Regions from separate parts of the Gossypium hirsutum genome. Here region 2 is linked to region 1. A link is a contact called in public Hi-C data. All regions are on one chromosome and are shown on one strand. Each heading gives the region's core, a stretch centred on a gene start, on an enhancer-like site or on the middle of the called end of the contact. The rest is flanking DNA. Distances are from core to core; before and after follow the strand shown. Region 1 holds the start of LOC107910037 (protein WVD2-like 7). Region 2 has its middle 26 kb from the start of LOC107910033.

Region 1 (3,458 bases), core at 421-2,920:
TACCTTCATTTGCATCACCAGACTGGTTCCCTTCATTTCCACTTCCACAACAAAAATCTTCCCTACAATCTGCATCATCCAAGCCATTCTCACCAAAATGATTGCAATGGCTATCTTTACTTAAACTATCAGATCCTTCTTCATAATGCTTGTTCTCAGCAGCATGATTTTCAACCACTTGGTATTCTCTGTAACCCTCGTTCTCCACGGCATCATTCTCACAGGTTTGATCTTCACCTCCAGTTTGGCCCTCGGATGAACCTTGGAGAAGAAGTGCCTTCTTCCTGAAGTGAGCTTCAAAGTAAGCTTTCTTCTCTATAACTAAACCTGGTTTCGAGAATTTCTCAACCTCTTCAAGATATTTATTGTGTGAGAAAGAGGATCTCCTTTCCCAAGCTAAGGGCTCATTTTCAAATCTGCCAAATGATATAGAACCAGAATGCAAAGATTCTGTCTGCCAAGATTGAAAAGAATGTGGAGTTAGAATAAATCAAATAGGTGGACAAGTTATCAGAGAATAAAGTAAATCGTATTTTATGATCCAGTTCATGGATCAGAAACTCATAAAAATGGTTAGCAAGATCAAAATTCACCAGCACTTAAATACCCATTGGTAGAGGTACTTGAGATACCGTAAGCCATTATAGCTAAAGACAATCTTCTGTAGATTTTCAACTTCTCAAAAATAATATAGTAGACATTTCTAATGACACAAAAGTGGTTCCATAGATAATTTGAAGTTTGAAAAAGAATAACTAACATATCTAATACTATAATTATAAGTTAATGTCAAAACTAATGGCTAACATACATACCATCTCCTAAGAACAATTGCATTTCTTTGTCTGAGATACATTATGTATGTTTTTGTGAATACATGACATTTTATTCAATAATATCATCAAAAATTGAGATAGGAAACAGTGATCATGATCAAACTAGAACTAATCGAGATATGGACTAGAGAAACTGAAACCTAAATAGCAAGTAAATGAACTTGAGTCATCCAAAAGGGGATATATATGTACAAACTATGAACATGAAGTAAGTTCGTTTTGCAAATGAAGTGAACCAACCACTACAATTTTTTTTTCTTGTTTTAAACTTCATAAGTGAGATTATCATTTCATTAGTTAAAAACAAATTGAGATTCCACCATTTCTAAACATAAACCGGTTTCACAATATTCAGTAAGCACTACAACAATTATCCAGTTGACAAATATAATTCCATTGATGAAACACATAATAGAAATTCCAAACACCTAACCAAAAGGAAAGAAAGAGCAAGAAAATTTACCAGAAAACTAATGTTGAAAGGCTCTTGAAACTCTCCCGCCATTCGCAGCAGTTACCTCAAAATTCAAGAGTGAGGAAGCTACATCCCCAGCGTATCAAACGGATCCAGTCAATCAAATTCAAAACAAAACACATTTCTTCACAACTTCAACAGTAATACACGAATCTTAACTAAAAGTGCTTTGCGAGTAACACGCCAAAAACAAAAAAAGCCAAAGCTCCAAGGTTTTTTTTTGTTTTGTTTGTTTTTCTCGTTTATTTTCAGATCTTTCTAAAAAAAGGAATAAAAATTGTGAATTTGTTTGTGTATAGTAGTAAGAGTAGAAAGTTTGTGAACGTAATGAAGAGCTTAAAAAGGTTGATCCATCAATTCAATCATTATTTATTTATTTTCGTTAAAAAAAACCCTTTTATCATGTGGGGTTGGTTGTCCTTTTTGTCTTGTCCTCATCAGATCATCACCGCACTTATAATCGGACGGCTGTGATTATGGATCAGACTTCAGAGGAGGAAGAAGATCTAGAGAAAGCTCGCATTCGGATTGGGAACGACACCGTTTTCTGGTATGGTTGGCAATGCAAGTGTTGGGTAATGTCCCACGTTTGAGCTTCATTTATCTGTTGTTGACTTTCCCAGCAGTGCTTTTACGACTTATGGTCACTATGGGGTCTCTGAAGGCCGAGAATACTTTTAACATTTTTTTCTTAAGTTACTTAAAGCTTATTTTATATTATAATTTGTAAGAGATTAATAAGATTAATCCACTGTTTATGTACAATTTTTCATGTAATTTTTTTTTGAAATAATAAAATCGAAATCTTTTAAGTTTAATTTCCGCTATATATTTGTTAAAAAAAATTCCATCATCATGTGGCTATTTATTCAATATTTGTTTCTTTTTTTTAATTAGAATCAAATCATTTTAATCAATTTAATTGTAGTATAAAAAATATATAAACTTGATGAGTAAATTTTTTTTGTTGCGTCTCATTAAATGGGACAATCGAATATTTATATACATGGTTAGTGTTTATAAAATTAATTTTCTTAGTAGACTCTATGCATACAGGACATGTGTACTATTCTAGGTTGTTTACTAGACTTCGTGACCCCACATGCAAGCTCCTTAGATATATATGAGCAGAGACAACAAGCTCCCCTTGCGAGCACCAAGTGAGTGTAAACTGAGACCGCAAACTTCCTTTACAAACTTCCAGATCACGGGTGGGCGACCTGGACCTTATCTGATTCTCGAGTTAATGATCATAAGTACATAACAAAACCTTTTAAAAATAAGATAATATATAATTAAAAATTTTAATTAATATAAATGAGATTTATAATCATTTTAATATTCTCATTAAATCAAAGCGTTTAATCTTTATATAGAAATATATATAACATAAAAATCAATTGATATTTTAATTAAAATTATAAAATTACATATTTAATATTTAATGTGCCCTTTATTCAAATCAAATCACATCATAATAATATAAATTATTTTATAAAAAAAAGAACGAAATTTTAATAATTACCTAATGAAATTGAAATTTGATTAATAAATCCAATTAATTCAATTAAAAATTTTGTCATAATAGAGATATATGGATTATTATCCTATCGGAAAATTAGAATCAATTAGATATCGTGGGTAATATGCCTATCGGAAAAAAAACAATTGAAAGTTTATTTTTTAATCTAGTAGGGGTTGCAAACTAAACTACTAATGTAATTTGTTCTCTCTTCTGGATCTTTATATTTATTAATATTTCTTGTTTAATAAAATGATTGACTAAATTTATTTTTATTATAGATTTAATGATATTTGTTGGAGATAAATTCAAATTAAGCAACAAACAAGAATGAATAAAGAAAATTAGATACAAATATTTACATAAAAAAACTCAAAGATAAAAAACCACGGGTAAAGAAAAACTTCACTAAAAACGACGAATAACCGAAGAAGAGTATAAGATAGAAAAAAATTAAAACAATCCCTCAAATCTTAAAAAATACAAAGCTCTCTGGCTAAACATAAATTTCCCCCTTAAACTCTTTTTTGTAGGTTGCTAAAAGCCTTATTTATATGCTAAAATTCATGAGCTAATCTGATTAAAATATCCCTAGAGTAATCAAAGTTTAAGTGAGAAAAAATAT
Region 2 (3,458 bases), core at 377-2,876, 120 kb before region 1:
CCTAATAATCAGCCTAATTGCTTTGGTAGGAAGAAATTACGTGTTAGAACAAACAAAAGAATAAAGCCTTGTTATAGAATAGTGATTGGGCGGTGGTGGTGTTGGCTAAAATCTCCACTTTCCTCTCTCTTTCTGCTGCCTCCTTTGTTGATAGACTCATAAATTCATAACCCAAATTCCATGTTTTGAATCAAAAAGTAAATCAAATGCCAACTCAAAGCTGACGAGATTTGGATCATAGGAACCGAAATGCTATGACTAGAGTAAGCAACCAGCAATTTAATGGGTAAATTACAATGGGAAGGGTCTCTAGAATCACTCTTTCATTAAATTTGATGATTGCGTGATGGGGTCAAATTACTATATTTGTGATTTTTCCAAATCCCAGATGATAAAACAGTGGTGTGGACTATTAAGGCACTTGTAACCATTTATGTAAATTCCTTTATATATCTGTTAACATTTTAGGTTTTCAATCTAATTTCATTCTCACCACTCAACATAAATATTTCAAGGTTGAATTTCAATTTATTAAAAAAATATAAATTTTAATTTAATTTTAATTTTTAAATAATAAAGTAAGTTTATTACTTGAGGTTGGATAAAAACAATGAATGAGTAGTTATTATATAATTTTAAATATTAGAGTCTACTCTTGTGACATATTTTCTCCGTTTGCTCTTGTGGTACATTTTTTTATCTATTTTTGTGGCACACTTTTTTCCATTTTCTCTTCTTTTTTGTCATTTTGTTGGGTTTTTCTCTTTTTGGGATCTTGTTGTCTTCATGATAGAGGTTGCTCTTGCATGATTGTTGATCAAAGAAGGAGACGATGAGGCTTGACAAACTGATACGATGGTGAAGATATTAATCAGGATCTTGACTATTGCTTTGTAAGGCGCTTTCTTACTGCTAGTGTTATTCATTTTAAGTCTATGAGGAACACATTGGTTAATTTGTGACATTCGGGGGGTGGTGTTTCAAAATCGAATCTCGAGGAGAAAAGTTTTATTATGATTTTGTTATCAATAGGATTATGGAAGGGGGGTCTTGCACTTTCAATAATCACCTTTTGTTGGTTTAGAAGGTTGAAAAGCGTGAAGATCATTTAAGAGTTTCGTTATTTCTTGTTTTTTGGGTTCAATTTCAAGACCTTTTGGTACTTTTTATCGGTTATGATTTGAAATCTATAAGCTCTGGGTATCGCAAGTATATGGGAGTTCAAGTTCATGTGCATGTATGTCTTTCGCTAAAGAGAAAGAAGAAGATTGCATTTTCACAAACTTAAGAGGTCTATCTCAACTTTCAATATAAAAGATTTACTTTGTTTTGCTTTGTGTGTGGTTGTCTTGGACACGAGGAAATTTTTGCCCAAAATGTATCAAGCCAAAAGAGCAGTTTTCAAATAGGATATCTCGTTAAGGGCTTGAAGTTAGAGAGCTACCTTGCTATCTAGTTGTTGGTTGCGAGAGGAAAGTGGACAAATTACCCCTAGATTTTGGGGGATAAAATTGACTGAAGAGAATATCAAAGAGGTTTTTCCAAAATGAAATTTTATGCATGAAGTTAGCATCAATCTAGGATTAAATTTAGGGGGTCATCTTAAATGTGGAGATAGTAAGGAGATAGATAAGGATGGGGCTGAGATGGGTCAGAACCAACAAATGGGCCTTGATTCAAAAGATAGGCCTATAGAGATTGTTGATGGGAAAAAGTAGTTAAGGGTCTCGACTTGTATTTTTTCAAGGGCGAATAAAGATGCTTCAACTGTAGCATCCAATTGGCAATCTTTTGCACATCATAATGAGTTATAGGTAGGTCTGGAGAGCTAAACTAACTAAACACCAAGAAGGCCCTTAGCTAGAATGTCCATGGATTGGGGAATCTTATTACAATCCGTCAACTTCAATTTTTACTCAGGCATGTCAACCCACTATAATGTTCTTGATAGAAACTAAGCTATAGGCTACAAGGATGGAAAAGTTTAAGAGAAAGTGTGACTATATTAATGGTTTTAATGTAAGTTCAGTTGTAGTAGAGGTGGTTTATATTTGGCTTGGAAACAAAATTACCAGATTACTTTGAGGAGTTTCTCACATGGTCATATCGATGTTCATATACATGAAGATTGATGTAGTTAGAGATTGATAGAGTTTTATGGTACCCCGAAGGAGCATCATCGTGGGTAGTCATGGGATTTGTTAAAATGACTTTGCTAAAATTTAGATAAGTCGTGGTTAGTTTTGGGGATTCTAACGAAATTGCTTACTCTTTTGAGAAACGCAAGGGTCAAATTCATAATGAAAGGTGCATGGTGGATTTTAGAGCAGATTTGGATGATTGATAGAGTTTTGTGGTGCCTCAGATGAGCATCGTCGTAGGGAGTCATGGGATCTGTTAAGATAAATTTGCTAAAATATAGATATGTGATAGTTAGTTTATAGGGATTTTAACGAAATTGCTTACTCTTTTAAGAAGTGCGTGAGTTGGACTTGTAATGAAAGGTGCATGTCAGATTTTCGAGCAACTCTAGGTGATTGTTGGTTGGTTGATCTAGGCTTCTAAGGTCCTTGTTTTACTTAGGAGCGTGGCAGGTTACTAGAAAATAACATCAAAGAACATTTAGATATATGTGTTGCAAATCTGAGTTAGATTGATTTATTTTCAGTTCATAAAGTTAAATATTTGTGACATTCCAATTTTTTTATCACTACTCATTGCTTGTAGAAATGGGAGGTGGAGGTCAAAGTAGGGATCGCAAGATCCACCAGTATCAATTTGAGGTTCATTAGCTTCTGGAGCCTAGTTGTGAAGAGGAGATAAAGAGGACATGAACCTTTGTCGTTGGATTGGTTTCGGAGAAACTTATTTTGGTTAATAAGCTTCAACATGGTTGGGCTTGGAATCAGGGGCAAAACTAAATTTTTTTTAAGGGGGCCAAAATTTAATTGTAATTTTTACGATAGCAAAAATGCAATTTCACCATTTTAATAGCCTATATCTTTATAATTTTTAAAGGATTAAATCAAATCTTTGTATTTTTAAGGGGGGAAATGTAATTTTACCTTTATTAATTTAAAATTTTAAAAATTTAAAGGGTCTAAATGGAAAATTTTCTATTTTAGAAGGGCCCGGGGCTCCTACCAACCCCTCTAGTTTTGCCCCTGCTTATAATAGAAGATTAGTAGAGGGTTCGAAGGCAAGACATCCTTAGCGATGGTTTTCTGAACTTTGTGAAGGTAATCTACATGAGGATAGTTATGGGCAAATAACATACCTAAAATTATAACCGAATCTTGGGGATAATAAATCTGGGTATTATTGGGAACAACGAGCACGGGTGAACTAGATTTGAAACGGAGACAAATACAACTTTCTTTCATGATTTTGTGAGTTCAAGGAAAATGTGGAATAGAATTGACAGGTTAGAGGATGCACTTGGCTATGCACATGAGTAG

What was found. A called contact is a pair of places that touch in the nucleus more often than the background predicts.
Region 2: a contact with region 1 is called in a Hi-C map of leaf, with 3 times the contacts expected there. The contact joins the enhancer-like site here to the promoter of LOC107910037 in region 1. A contact is called at or near these places in 2 of 34 Hi-C or Micro-C datasets (both in leaf).

The regions. Positions count from the first base shown.
Region 1 is chrD02:54,654,014-54,657,471 of Gossypium_hirsutum_v2.1, reverse strand. LOC107910037 (protein WVD2-like 7) reads right to left here and starts at 1,670. Exons shown (of 9, transcript XM_016837776.2): 1 at 1,300-1,670; 2 at 1-454. The coding sequence starts at 1,341.
Region 2 is chrD02:54,771,354-54,774,811 of Gossypium_hirsutum_v2.1, reverse strand. No RefSeq gene overlaps it. Among protein-coding and RNA genes, the nearest start is that of LOC107910033, 26 kb to the left of the region's middle. Within about 2 kb of position 1,626, at least 4 of the 9 cell types and tissues checked have an H3K27ac peak or open chromatin away from gene starts, as enhancers often do. A contact at or near this core is called in leaf, where this site is marked.